2 separate regions of the Pan troglodytes genome follow, and region 1 is linked to region 2. The links are chromatin contacts, called in public Hi-C maps. All regions are on one chromosome and are shown on one strand. The core of a region is the stretch at or near the end of the contact, and the rest is flanking DNA. Distances in the headings are between cores, read along the strand shown.

Evidence for each region. Hi-C and Micro-C count contacts between places; a contact is called where the count stands out from the background.
Region 1: a contact with region 2 is called in a Hi-C map of stem cell-derived neural progenitor cells, with 7 times the contacts expected there. The contact joins the enhancer-like site here to the promoter of BCL6 in region 2. A contact is called at or near these places in 1 of 7 Hi-C or Micro-C datasets (stem cell-derived neural progenitor cells) and 1 of 1 datasets of contacts at active chromatin or transcription factors (stem cell-derived excitatory neurons).

The regions. Positions count from the first base shown.
Region 1 is chr2:191,586,901-191,593,128 of NHGRI_mPanTro3-v2.0_pri, forward strand. All of the region lies in intron 4 of LPP (LIM domain containing preferred translocation partner in lipoma), which reads left to right. Among named protein-coding and RNA genes, the nearest start is that of LPP, 260 kb to the left of the region's middle. Within about 2 kb of position 1,826, at least 2 of the 24 cell types and tissues checked have an H3K27ac peak or open chromatin away from gene starts, as enhancers often do. A contact at or near this core is called in stem cell-derived neural progenitor cells, where this site is marked.
Region 2 is chr2:190,917,583-190,924,242 of NHGRI_mPanTro3-v2.0_pri, forward strand. BCL6 (BCL6 transcription repressor) reads right to left here and starts at 2,912. Exons shown (of 10, transcript XM_001158812.7): 1 at 2,557-2,912.

The sequences.
Region 1 (6,228 bases), core at 576-3,075, 670 kb after region 2:
GGAACTGATGAGTCCTGGATTATTGATGCTTGGTGGAGAATTAGCCATTAGTGATGTGAAGCCATGTATCCTGGGTAGGCAGGACACATTTTTTTTCTTAGCAGATAACTAACATGTGAGGGAAATGGATGTCCACTTATGGCATTATATTTAAAGGAATAATTTAGACTGGATTTTCCCCATTATTTTTGCTGCGAATGTATGGTCCTCACGGTGTGCTTTTCTGTCTCTGGAGTCTTATTGTCTTTTTCCCCATGCAAAGAGAATCTTGCTCTGACTTTGGAGATACAAATGGGAAACATCTTTTTTGGAGGTTACAAATGGGAAACATCTTTTTGTAATCCTGACAGTCCTGTTAATTGCAATTAGAGACTGCAGTTGTAACATCTTGGACGTTTGGTATAAGTATGCGTGTTATGCCATGAGGATAGCCACAAATTCATGGAAACATCAGGAACTGTAATGAAGCTCGGGTTTGCCTGTCATGCCCCTTTTCTGGATGAGCGTTAAGCATCTCAAGCCTCATCCATCACTGCACAGTGCAGTGCATGAGTTTTAATTTTCAGGTCCTCAGGGGGACAAAAGAACAAGCTGTGTATTCATTAAAGGATCAAATATTAATTGTATTAATTTGATCTTTACACTGCATCTTTCAGCAGAGAAATTAACTTGTAATTCTTGGAGTGACATCAGATCTTACCAAATATTCTTAGGCCTTATTGATGCTCAAAAGTACCAAGATGCAGCCCTGGCTTGATGGTCAGTGCAGTTGCATTGAAGCTTCAGTTTCATCACTTGGCCTTGGGCATGATGCTTTTCTAATCCATATCCTCTTTAATTCATAAAATATTAGCTGGTAATACCAACTGCCTCGCAAGATTGTTTTGAAAGCCAAATATGATGATTAATGTGAAAATGTTTTTAAACCATAAAATACCTTATAACTCTAAGGAGTTACTATTATATACTTATTCAGCAGTCATTTACTTAAAACAGATTTTGTGCCAGATACTCTTCTAGGGGCTGAAGTAATGGCAGTGAGTGAAACAGAGACTAGTTTCTGCCCTCTTGGGATGTATTTTCTTTCTATAATAAAAATAACATTATTAATAATAATAGTGATAACATTTGTGAAATAAAATTTATTTAATAAATGCATTTTATAACCTTACATATAATTACCAATAATTATTCAAAATTATAAAAAATACTTTAATATAGGTTAAGTAACTCTAATCCAAAAATCTGAAATCTTAAATGTGAAAAAATCTGAAACTTTCTGAGTGCTAACACAATGCTCAAAGGAAATGCTCACGGGAACATTTTGGATTTCAGTATTGTGGATTAGGGTTGCTCAGCTGGTATGCGTAAATATTCCAAAAATCCAAAAAATCTGAAATTTGAAACACTTCATGTCCCAGATGTTTTGTATATGGGATACTCAGTCTGTAGTAACGAATATGTGATAATATAAATATAATAATAATTTAGCATGTTATCCATAAGTACTGATGTCATTAGCTTCTAACAACAGTGATAGAGATCACAATGCCTCAACACTATATAAACTGTAAAATTCTAGAACAAGGGTGAATCTTAAAAGTTATCTAATACAACCCCTTTCTTTCCTAGATGAGAATAGTTGAGAATGTATTCACTAATACATTTCAGTGAAGTACAGGTTCTTTGCCCAGCAGTGCTGTAAATAACCAATGAAAATTCTTGAATGCAGGCAACAATTTAATCTTCATTTCAGAGACTCAGAGAGGCAGGTGGCTTGTTCAGTATTGCAGATTAGTAAGTGGGGAAGCCAAGCCGTGATCCTGGGGATTCCTTCTCTGGTTGCCATAGACACGTTCTGGGGGACTTGTTTAGAAGTTACAGTGATTGAACTAATATACCCGAACAAAGTGGATTAGATGTTTTAGAACAAGGAGAAGTCTGTGTATTGTTGACAGAAATCTCTTTTATTTTGTAACTTGTCAGCTTAATTAACTACTGAAATGAGTTCCTTAATAAGGTGATGGGTGCCTCCTAATTCTTGTATAGTTCAAAAACAATAATTAATGCTGATTTGTGTGGTGAGATACATATTAATCATCTTTATTTTTAAATTATACAAATATACAATACTATTGTCACTCCGTATTTTACATCTGAAGAGAATTTAATTGCTTTTTTGATAATAAAAATAAACAGAGAGCCACAAAGAGATATCACCACACATGTATTAGAAAAGCTAAAATAAAAATTTGTACCAGATGCTGCTGAGGATGTGGAGAAATGATCTCTCACAATGCTGGTAGGAATGTGCAAAATTTTGTAGCCATGATGGAAAACTCTTTGGCGGTATTTTACAAAAGTAAACATGTACTAACCATATGACTCAGCAAATATACCCTTTGGCATTTAATCCAGAGAATCAAAATGTTATGTTCATGAAAAAACCTGTACATGGATGTTCATAGCAACTTTTTTTTTTTTATCATAATGACAAAACACTGGAAACAACCCAAATATCCTTTGATGGGCAGATGTTTCAATGAAGTCTGGTACAGCCATACAATGGAATAATACCATTCAGCAGTAAAAAAGAATGAAGTATTGTTGGTATATGCAATAACCTGGACATGCTTAATGAAAAAACTGTCTCGAAAGGTTACATGTATTATATGATTTCATTTTAAGACAAAGCTCTAGAGATAAAGGACATATTCATGATTGCTAGGGGACAGAAATGGGCGGGTCGGGAGGGGCAAGTACTGGTCATTCCTACAAAGAGGACACAGCAAGAGTCTTTGTGTGGGTGGAACAGTTCTGTACCTCAATTGGAGTGATGGTTACATGAATCTATACATGGGATAAAGTTACATAGAACTGTATGCACACACAAATCAATGCAGGTTATAAAATGGTAAAAACTGAGTAACTCCTAGTTAACAATAAGGTAACAATGTCAGTTTGCTGGGTTTTGGAATGTATTACAGCTTTATGAGCATTACCATTTAGGGAACCTGGGTAAAATGTACATGGAAACTCTGTACTATTTTTGCAAATTTCTATGAGTCCATATTTTTAAAAAAATTTAATAATAGTAAAATAAAGGAATGCATATAGATATCTTAATGTATTCTTCTCTTACTCAAAGTGCTATCTTACATGCCATCTGAATTGCTTGCATGATACTTTGAAAGATCACTGCTATATGTATCCCCCCCAAAATGTATGGCTTAAACCTGTGGTTTTCAAAGCTGGCCAGTCATCAGAAAGACTTGGAGAACATTTTTCAAAAGAAAAAAATTAAAGCAAGTCCTAGGTCCCATCACAATTTTGCAGAATCAAAATATCTGGCCATGGGGCCCAGGAATCTGCATTAAAACAAAGCAAAATAAAAAATAAAACAGAACTTCCCGGGAATTGTGATTGATGCTCAACCAATGTTTGGGAACCACTCATTTATTTCATTAATTTCAGGGACCAGTGCCTTAATCTCCTTTGAACCTTCTCCAAGTCCTGAGAGTGTACTCTTCCTCCCGTAGTTAATGATGGTAGCTTTTGAAGTCTTGAGCGTCTTTATCTTGTGAACATTGTACAGATTCAGAGACCTAGAGCATTCTTCATGTTGCTATTCTTTTCCCTCAGTGCTTTCATCATAGACACCAATCGTTTGCATATGTTGTCCTGGGTCATTTTATTTGGGATCCAAAACCAGAAAATTTCAAACAACAACAAAAAAATGGATTCTTCGAGAATGCCCTAGCCATGGCCAAGCTTCTGCATTACAGAGCTCTTGCTATTGTGTTGCTTTGGGTAGCAATGCCTGAAATCTCAGCCAATTTTGGGTCACAGTAGGCCTATGTAAATTATCTAAAAATGGATTCATTATGAACATTATAAAAATAAATCTGACACCTGAGCCTTTGGGCAAATATACCATATAAAGAAATCATACCCTAGAATAACGATTGACCTAAAGAACTTAAAAAGAATCAGTATGATATTTTTATCATCCTTTCTTAAAATTACTGCATTCAGAGAGACCTGATGGCTGAGGACAGCACCTGGGGCAGAGGAGTATAGGTCATTGGGATGTGGCATCCTGAGTCTTCTAGCAGTTTGCTCTTCCAGCACTCTCCCTTATTATATGTTCTTTACATTGTTTTGTATGTCGCTGTCTTCAAACAGAATAGATAAGTCTACTAGTCAAGATAGACATATAACAGGCACCACAGGCACATAAAAATTGCATTATGTAAATTTAGTGCCATAATATAATATGAAGGCTGTCCTCTAGGAGGAACTGGGGAAAGCATCACAGACGAGGACACATCTGATCTGAGTGTTGGAGAATGAGTTAGTTGTTTACCAAGCAGAAAAGGGTGGTGGACAGCATGGCATGCCAAGTAAAGGGAACAGCATGTGCAAAAGCAGAGAATGGCCCCCATCCTGACCCTTGTAATTTTGGCAGCTCTTTGCTGATGTCCTCAGGCAATGCATCTGGGCTCCTGGGAATAGCTTTGCAATGTGAACAGAGTGACTTCACTATGGGTAGACCTAAATGTTCTAGTGTGCTCTGAAACTTACCTCTAGAAATAGCTCCAGGAAGTTAGGTAGCTTCAGAGAGGAAGGACCAAGAAATATGTTCTTATACCACAGGCAAGAAGTACTTTCCTGGAGGTACTGGCCAGAAGTACTATTGCTATCTCTCTGCACTTGTCTGTTATATTTTAGAATGAAATGTGCCTGTGCATACAGATGCTAAGGCAAGAAAGAAAAAGCAAAAGGCAATTCTCTTTAAATCTCCTGAAATAATTTCAGGCAGCTTTTTTTTTACCTAGTCAAACACACACGCTTAAGAATGGAGTTGTAAGCTAACTTAATCATTTTTTGTTTTGTTTTGCTCTCTTACTTGTTCACACATTGGGGTAATCCTGAGAAAACAGGAAGCAATGAAAGAAGGATTTTATTGTGAAATGTTCATTACAACTTGCAATTTTAAAATGTGTTTGTATGAGTGTGCACAAATGTGAATAAATTTTAGAGCACTTTCTCACATAATATCTAGTTTAATCACCAGAATATCCTGCAACGTTATTATAGTTCCTACATTATTATGGTTCCTAAAGACAAATGAAAAATCTGTGATTCAGAGACCCATGGTTAGGCTAATAAATGTAGAAGTCACATTTGACCAAATTCTAGTATCTTCCCTTAAGTATTGGTAATGTACAATAAACACTATTTGGTAATAATGAATTATTACAATTACTAAAACAACTTATCTGGCAGAACAGTATCTTAACTATTTGAAAAATATTGTAGTGGATTTATTAGCCTCCATTGCATCTGAAGTCCACTTTGCTTTACTGCTTACTTTATCTTTCTAGCTACTCTGTAAAAAAGTTATTATCACCCTCAATCTGCCGAGTATAATGTATGTAAAGTGAAATAACTAGCATATTGCAAAGCTGGGAATTAAACCCTTGTCTCCTAAATCCAAGTCTGTAGCTGTTCCTCAGCAGTACACTGTATCTCATGTTAATGCCATTATTACTTGTATTAAATGAAATAATTTTTCCATCATTATTTTCCCGAATTATTACTATCCAGAGCGATTTGAAGGTTAAGATCATCCAAATAATGTGTGAAAATTGCTTAAAATCAATCTCCTGTGCATGGATGTCTATGATGTATACAAATATAAAACAGCCAAAGTAGTCTCAAGAAGTTATTACCAAGTTTCTCAAATAGTGTCTCAAGGCGACATTATTTGACAAGACCTTTGGAATAACCATTTGGAATTTTCCTTAGTTCAGTTGAATTATGTCATCTTGCTTAAACTTTTCAGATATCAGTGGCAGTTTTATTGACATTACAATGGAATTAAATTGACATTTTATTTGATTTTTTACCGTTCTATAAAAATGGCATTTTAATTTGTCATTATTTTTATTATTGATCTGTTTATGTTGTAATGACTTGGGTTTTAGTAAGGGCATCCTCTGTAAAAATTACCTCCTGGGAAAGAAATCTCCAAGTTCTATGAGGTGTACCCAGAAATATCACCACTTGAGGTGACAGTAAAGTGTCATGCATGCCACCCAATGTGATTCCTGGTAGACAAGATTTCACTGTTTTATATCTTGACATCGGCATTAAATTCCATTCTTTTACTGGGTCCTATTCACTTCCATCTTGTGCCATTGTTACTTAACCAGGCTCTGTAGT
Region 2 (6,660 bases), core at 1,662-4,161:
TTGAGCTCATGTTTGCTACCTCCAGGAATAGCGTGTGGACTAGGGCCAGATGAACTTCAACTTGGGCTGCAGATTTACGAGGTTCTGTTCTAGTGCCAAAGGCTCTTGGTAGTAAATAGTGAGCAAAATAGATACCTGTCTCCTGATGGATCTTGCCGCCCCCTCTTTTTTTTTTTAAGTTATTTATTAAAACCACACACACCTTGCAAAGAAAAAGGGAAACTGGCAGTCTCTGTAGAGGAAGCCGGTGGCATCGCTCAGAGCCACAAACTGTATTTCTAAACAGCCCTTTCCCTGGTTCCCTCTCTCCTGCCCCACTTTTTTTAAAATCCAGACTGTAAAAAACACATCTACTGACACTCACTTTACTTTAAAAAAAGAAGAGAAAAAGTAAAGCGTTACAAGACTTTCCTCCTGGAAACTATAAACTGATTGAAAAAAAAATCCATAAAAGATTAAATCCTGGCGGGTTGTGGGGTGGCGGGGGCCGGCGGGGAGGGGGCGCGGAGTGGAGATTGGCTCTTTGAGGTGGTCAGGGGCCCTGTAACAGCTTGGGACTTTCAGCACCTGGTTTGGGGTCATTTATCTGCTCAACTGTCAGGACCTCCCACCCCCAAACCCCAGCCACCAACTCAACCATCGTAGGAGGGAACACAACACAGAGGGTCTTTTTTCATTTTTTTAAAAAATCGGTTTGGTTGTGTTTTTGTTTTCCATGGGGGAGCTTTAAAACTCATTATTGCAACACTAGTTCCATTTTTCGCCAGGGTTCCAATAACACGGCATCATAAAGGCAACGCAACCCACAGTTCTCAAGACATTTACCACGGTCACTGCATCCGGCAGCGGGGTGGCCCCTAGCTCCTGCTGCCCCCCCGCCCTTTCTCCTCGCCCGCCCCCGGAGCTCAGCCGATTTCTGAGGCTCCAACTCTACCCACTCCCTCCCCGGGCCGCCGCCGCCGCGCCTTCCCCCATTCTTACTCCCTCGAGGAGAGCCACAGGTTGCAAATCCAACCAACCTCGCAATCTATTTTTGCAAAATCACTCACAAAGATCTCCCTTTCGCGCCCGCGCCCGCTCCTCCCGCGCCGGGTCCCCTCAGCCACGGCCACAAAGTGCCCTTCTCTCCTCCTGAGTCTTGCACATAAGGAACGCGGGCTGGGGCTCTGTTCGTCTTTCTCCTCGCCCAAGGTAAGGACCTCGGGAATCTGAAGCCCGGCGTCCACTACGCTCAGGCCCGCAGTTCCCTTTTTACAGAGCTTGCACCATGGGAAAAAATAAAATAAAATTTAGGAAAGGGAGGCAACAGCCATTGGGAGCCAACACAGAGTCACGCAGCGCCCAAAATACAAACACCGCAGCGGCCAGAAATCCCGCCACCTTTCTCGTTCTCCCAGGCTGTCCTGTCGAGGTTCCCTGAGTCCCCCCGCACACTGAAAGGCATCGCAGGTGCAGTGCGCACCCCTTTCCCACCCACCCCAAGAAGCCCTGTCCCGCCATCAGTCTCTCTCCTCGGGATGAGCAGGGAGAGCGCGCGGAGGTTCCCGACTCCCTCGACTACAACCAAGAAAGAATAATTTTCAAAGTGTTCAACATCCCCGCCCCCAAGCTCCCCAAAACACAGGGGCAGGGAACACCAAAACACTCGGCTCTCGTTAGGAAGATCACGGCTCTGAAAGGAAATAGTAGACACGATACTTCATCTCATCTGGATTTATGACCAAAAAAACAAAAACAAAAACCCAAAGAGTTCGCTTGCATTTTTTCCTTCCAAATCTCGGTTCGGCTCGAAGGCAGGGAATCTAAAAGACCGAGGCCGATGGAAGAGAGCCAGCGGGGCGAGCGAGCGGGCAGCCTCCCTTTTTGCCTCCCGGAGTTACCCAGAAGGACAGGGGAAGGGAAGGAAGAAGAGGCGAGGAAAAAGAGGAGGGAGGGAAGGGGAGGCCAGGAGCGACGGAGCAAGGAAAGCAGTTTGCAAGCGAGAAAAGAGGGAAAAAACACAGCCGCACGAATCCAGAGAGATCACAAGCCGTACGCAAGCAGCAGCAGAAAGAGCGAGAGCGCGAGCGCGCGTCCTCTCCGCGGTCTGGGGCCAGACAGCCCCCAGACTAGCCCGAATCACCCCCCAAGCACTGTCTCGTCCTCTCTGCTCCGGCCGCCCCCTAATTCCCCTCCTTCCTCTCCTCCACCTCCTTTCCAAAAACCAAAACAACACAAGGGAGGGTGGCAAAAGCCTCCCCAAACCGGCCGATTCACTCAAAGACAACAATAATAATAATAAATACATAACAATCTATATCCTAGAGTGGGAGAGACGTGGGACTAATCTTCGGCATTTATTTTAACACCTGACAGCTAGAATAAATAAATATATACATTTATATCAATAGATACACATAGAAAACTTGGAGCCAAAGCATTTGGCAAGAGCGGAAAAAAAAAGAATTAAAAGGTAAAATAATGATCATGAGCAGCGGCGGCGGCAGCGGCACCAGCGGCAACAGCGGCGGCGGCGGCAGTAGCAGCAGCAGCGGCGGCAGCAACAGCAATAATCACCTGGTGTCCGGCCTTTCCTAGAAACTTCTTGCATCACCACTTCTAAGAACCCCAGTTCTAAGAATCAACAGAGCTCAATTCTCGGAATTTGAGCTTCGGACTTTACCACTGCTACGTGGCAGGGGAGGACTTGGTGTCAGCTCTCCGAGATTTTTACTGCCCCTGGCCAACCAAAAGCCCTCAAAGCCACAAGATTTTTTCACTGGCCGGCATATTTCGAGGTCCTCATAAGCAGAGCGTCTCGGATTTGGAGGTTCCGGTTCGAGGCTCGAGGGGCCTGAAGGTGGCTCTCCCTCCCCGGGCCCAAGACGATGGTATGGCCTGCTCCGCCACCGTCACGTGGGCTCCTCCTCTGTGACGTCGGCGCCTTCGCTGTAGCAAAGCTCGGCCTCTGGAATTCTGAGAACTAATTTGCTATTCGGTGACATAAGAGGGGGAGTGCGCTTTGCTTTCCCGGGGTCTGGGGCTAATTCCTTCTTTCTTACCCATAAACTCAGCAGATCGAGCTAAATGCACAAAAGGGAGCGAGAGGTTTGAACCACTGGGGAAAGTATGTTATATATATAGTAGGGTTAGAGAGGCGAGTAAGAGAAAAAAAAAATAAAATAAACATCACAGCTCTTTCCAACTAGAATATTAGGCACCACGAGAAAAATATTTGCCAAGCAGTTTTCGGTGGGTTCATTTGCTTTATTTTTATTTAAGACAGGGGTTTTTGCTGTTGTTCTGGGTTTTTTTCTTTCTGGTGTGGTGGCTTGGGATTTTTGGTTTCTGTATTTTGATGGTTTATGGATTTTTGCTTCTGATTTTTTGCCTTTTGCAAGTTTGTGGTGTTACGTAAATCACAGGATCGGCATCGGTTGGATTTTTTTGTACGTGCCTTTTCTTTCCCTATCTAATCCCTCAAGCGTTTTAAAGATGTATTATTTCAATACTAATACTATTGAAAGAAGCTTAAATTTTTGGCCATATGTAACAATCCCAGCCCCCACTTTTTTTTTTTTTTCCTTTGGTGCAATTTCCTTTTTCCCCTTGGACTTTTGCTGAAGTGTGTCTCTCCTGCACTTGAGAGAAATGTTCAAAGCATTTGTTTTGGTTTGGTTTGTTTCTTTCCAGGACAGCAAGTGGTGGGTTTAATCTGTTATTGTTGACTCTTGGGAAATTTCTTGTTGCAAGAAACGTGTATGTGGGGGGGAGAGTGGGGGTGGCGGGGTGGTATGTGTGTGTTTTCTACAAAATTCTGTGAGCCAAATACCTGTTTGTGTTTTGTTTTCTCTTAAGGTCTTGAGATTTTTGTTTTCGAGGCTCGTTTCAAGGTCGTTGTAAAAAAATCTCTTCAGTCTGTGTTTAAGAGATCAGCCGGAGGGAATTCTAAAGGCCTGCCGTGCCAGTATCACAGATACTGCCTGTATTTAGAACAGACTGCCACAACTACAATGCACTACACGCAGCACAGTCTTCTTAGCTTTGAAGCTGAGTTGGGGGGTGGGGTGGGGTGGGGGGGGGGTGGTAGAGAAGAAGGAGAAATTCTTTCCTTCTCTTTTTCTCTATTACTTTCTTTTTAAAGGCAATTGCAGTGCAGAATCATTTCATTGTGGGTCCTAGTTTGTTTGTTCAGAGCTGCTAGTTTCCTTATTTAAATGTTGGTTCGGGTTTTTTCCCCTCCTACTCATCCCTGAATAAGGGAGACTCTTGTTTCTTTTATGTCTCTCTCTTAAAAGAAGGGTGTGAGGGGAAAATAATATTTCAGATTCCTCAAGAATTAGCCCAAAATGTTTGGACCAGAAGCAGCTTTCAAAGGTCAGGCTGTTCTGAGCCTTGGCTATGAGAGTCCTTCAAGCGACTTATTAAATTACAGATGAATTCTTAAAGGTTCCACAAAATCTCGTCACTTGTTAATTTCTAATAAAGATATGTCTAAAATAATCTACCTATCTCAACCCAAAATTTGGGTTTATAATGGAGGAGTGATCAGAGCTGTGAAAGATTGCTGTTTGCTGGGATATTTGGAAAATCTCTTTCATTGACAGTCCCGTTAGAAGTTCCATCTATCACCGAAAATGTTGTTGGCAATGCACCCCCCTACCCCACAACACACACACATTTTTAAAGGCTGTATTTTAGGTTTTAAAACCCAGAAAGGTGCAAAGAGGTTGATTATTTTCCACAAGGGCTGGAGCTTAGGAAATATGCGTTAAAGTGTCTGTCCCTGTGAAATCTGAATATTTTAATACTTATTGACAGATGGATTACTGCAGCCTCTGCAGAAAAGCCTGTCTTGTGAACGGTTTTTGAAAAATATACATAGGCCTAATCCTGTCACTGTTGTTGAAATGTACGTTTTACCCCCAAAGACTCATGATATTGTCAAGTTCAGATTTATTCTGCCAGAAGGCAGACTATCTGCTTTTTCATTTGAGTCCCCTTCCTTCTCATTTTCAAAGAAATTAAAATGAATCCCGCTGGATGCAAAATGACACCCCGATTTTGTGGAAGGGATTTTCTTTGTGTGTTTATATGTGTAATTTTTTCTTTTATGAGCAATTAGCATTTTAGGATTTCTCAGACGTGTCTATATGGTTTGGAATGTGAATTGTATGGCTCTGCCCTACTATTGGGCCCTCAAAAGATTATTTTTATGATTTTTGGTCACTTTTTTCTTTGTCAAAACTGCCATTCAGCCTCATCCACCGCCCCCCTCAACCTGAAACGCAGCTTGTCCCTCCTGTGTTCCCTTTGCCACTCCACTCTTAGCCCCATGGGGGCGCTGCAGAGCAAAGGGAAATCTGCTCTCTAAGGCAGTAGTAGAACCAGCCAGAGTGGGGGCTGGGAAGGAATTCACCCTTCTCATACCTCAGCCCTCTTTAATTCTCTGCAGTGAGCCCCTGGAGGGAGAACCCACCAGGGCTGGTTCATATATAATTAACCTCATCACCAGGGACCTCAAATCTTCCCAGCACATTATTTCTGGGACCAAGTGCCAGAGTGCCACATTTTCCTACTGCTTTTTGCCAAATCAATGTGTTTACACTGAAAGAAATTGACCAGAACAGAAGACCAGTTAGAAAGAAAGAGAAAATCATTATTGAAAATTTTCTAAAGATAGGCACTTACTTTTCGGTGAGTCTCTTTTACTTTGAACTGAATGAATGGTGAGGAAAATTGTGCACCCGCCTCTCAATCTCTTTTCAATTCCTAGGAAAGTAACTTTGTCAAATATTATATCAGTTGAATTTCTTCCAGAATGTCATTTCTTCTTTCATTCTTGACCTCTCCTCAGTATCCAGTTGGCATCACTATGTGGGCCTCCCTCACTCCTGCAGTGCCGTGTTATAGGATTAAAGAAAGGGCTGACTTGAACGTATTCTGATTCTTTTAAATCATCCTTAAGAAGCTCTAAAGAGTGATTCCATGTCTGGGGTCATATGAATAATTCCTGCAGACTTGGGGGCACTACATTTCAACTAGTCCCATGATTTAATGGTTACTGGCTGCTAATACTCAATAGAGGACCAGGCCAACCTCTTTGCCTCATGGACTGGGCATAAGAATAGGTCCCTGATCATTGCTGCTGGGTAAATATAAGCTTTATTACAAAATAAAATAGCCTGGTCCTAATATTACATCTATTTGAGGAAAAGAACAGACTTCACATCCAATTTCCCCTTGCAAAACCTTCCCCACAATTCAGTCATAGCCGAAAAAGAACCTATCCTTGGAATAAACACGGTTCTGTCCTCTTTCTAAGGGGGCTCACAAGAGGAAGTTGGTTTCACCTGTCAGGAACCTCTGGCACCTTGGTAGTTCTTTAAGATACCACATCATAGGACTATAGATTTTAAAATTGGGAAGACTTTTTCAAATCAATCACCTTCTCTAGGCTTTCTTCTTTCAGGATTATAGGCTGGGTCTTCACTAGGAGCATGTGTGACCCCAGGAACACAACTGAAAATGGGTCTGCATGATTTGCTGGCCCTCTGTCATTTTAGAGGATCAGGGTAATCTGACAACTTGAGTCTGTAGGTGGGTATCTTGTGTCCTTGTAGAACTGAGGGAAGCAAGGCTGCCATGGTCTCTTTGTAAACTGCAAAACTCAGAGCGAAC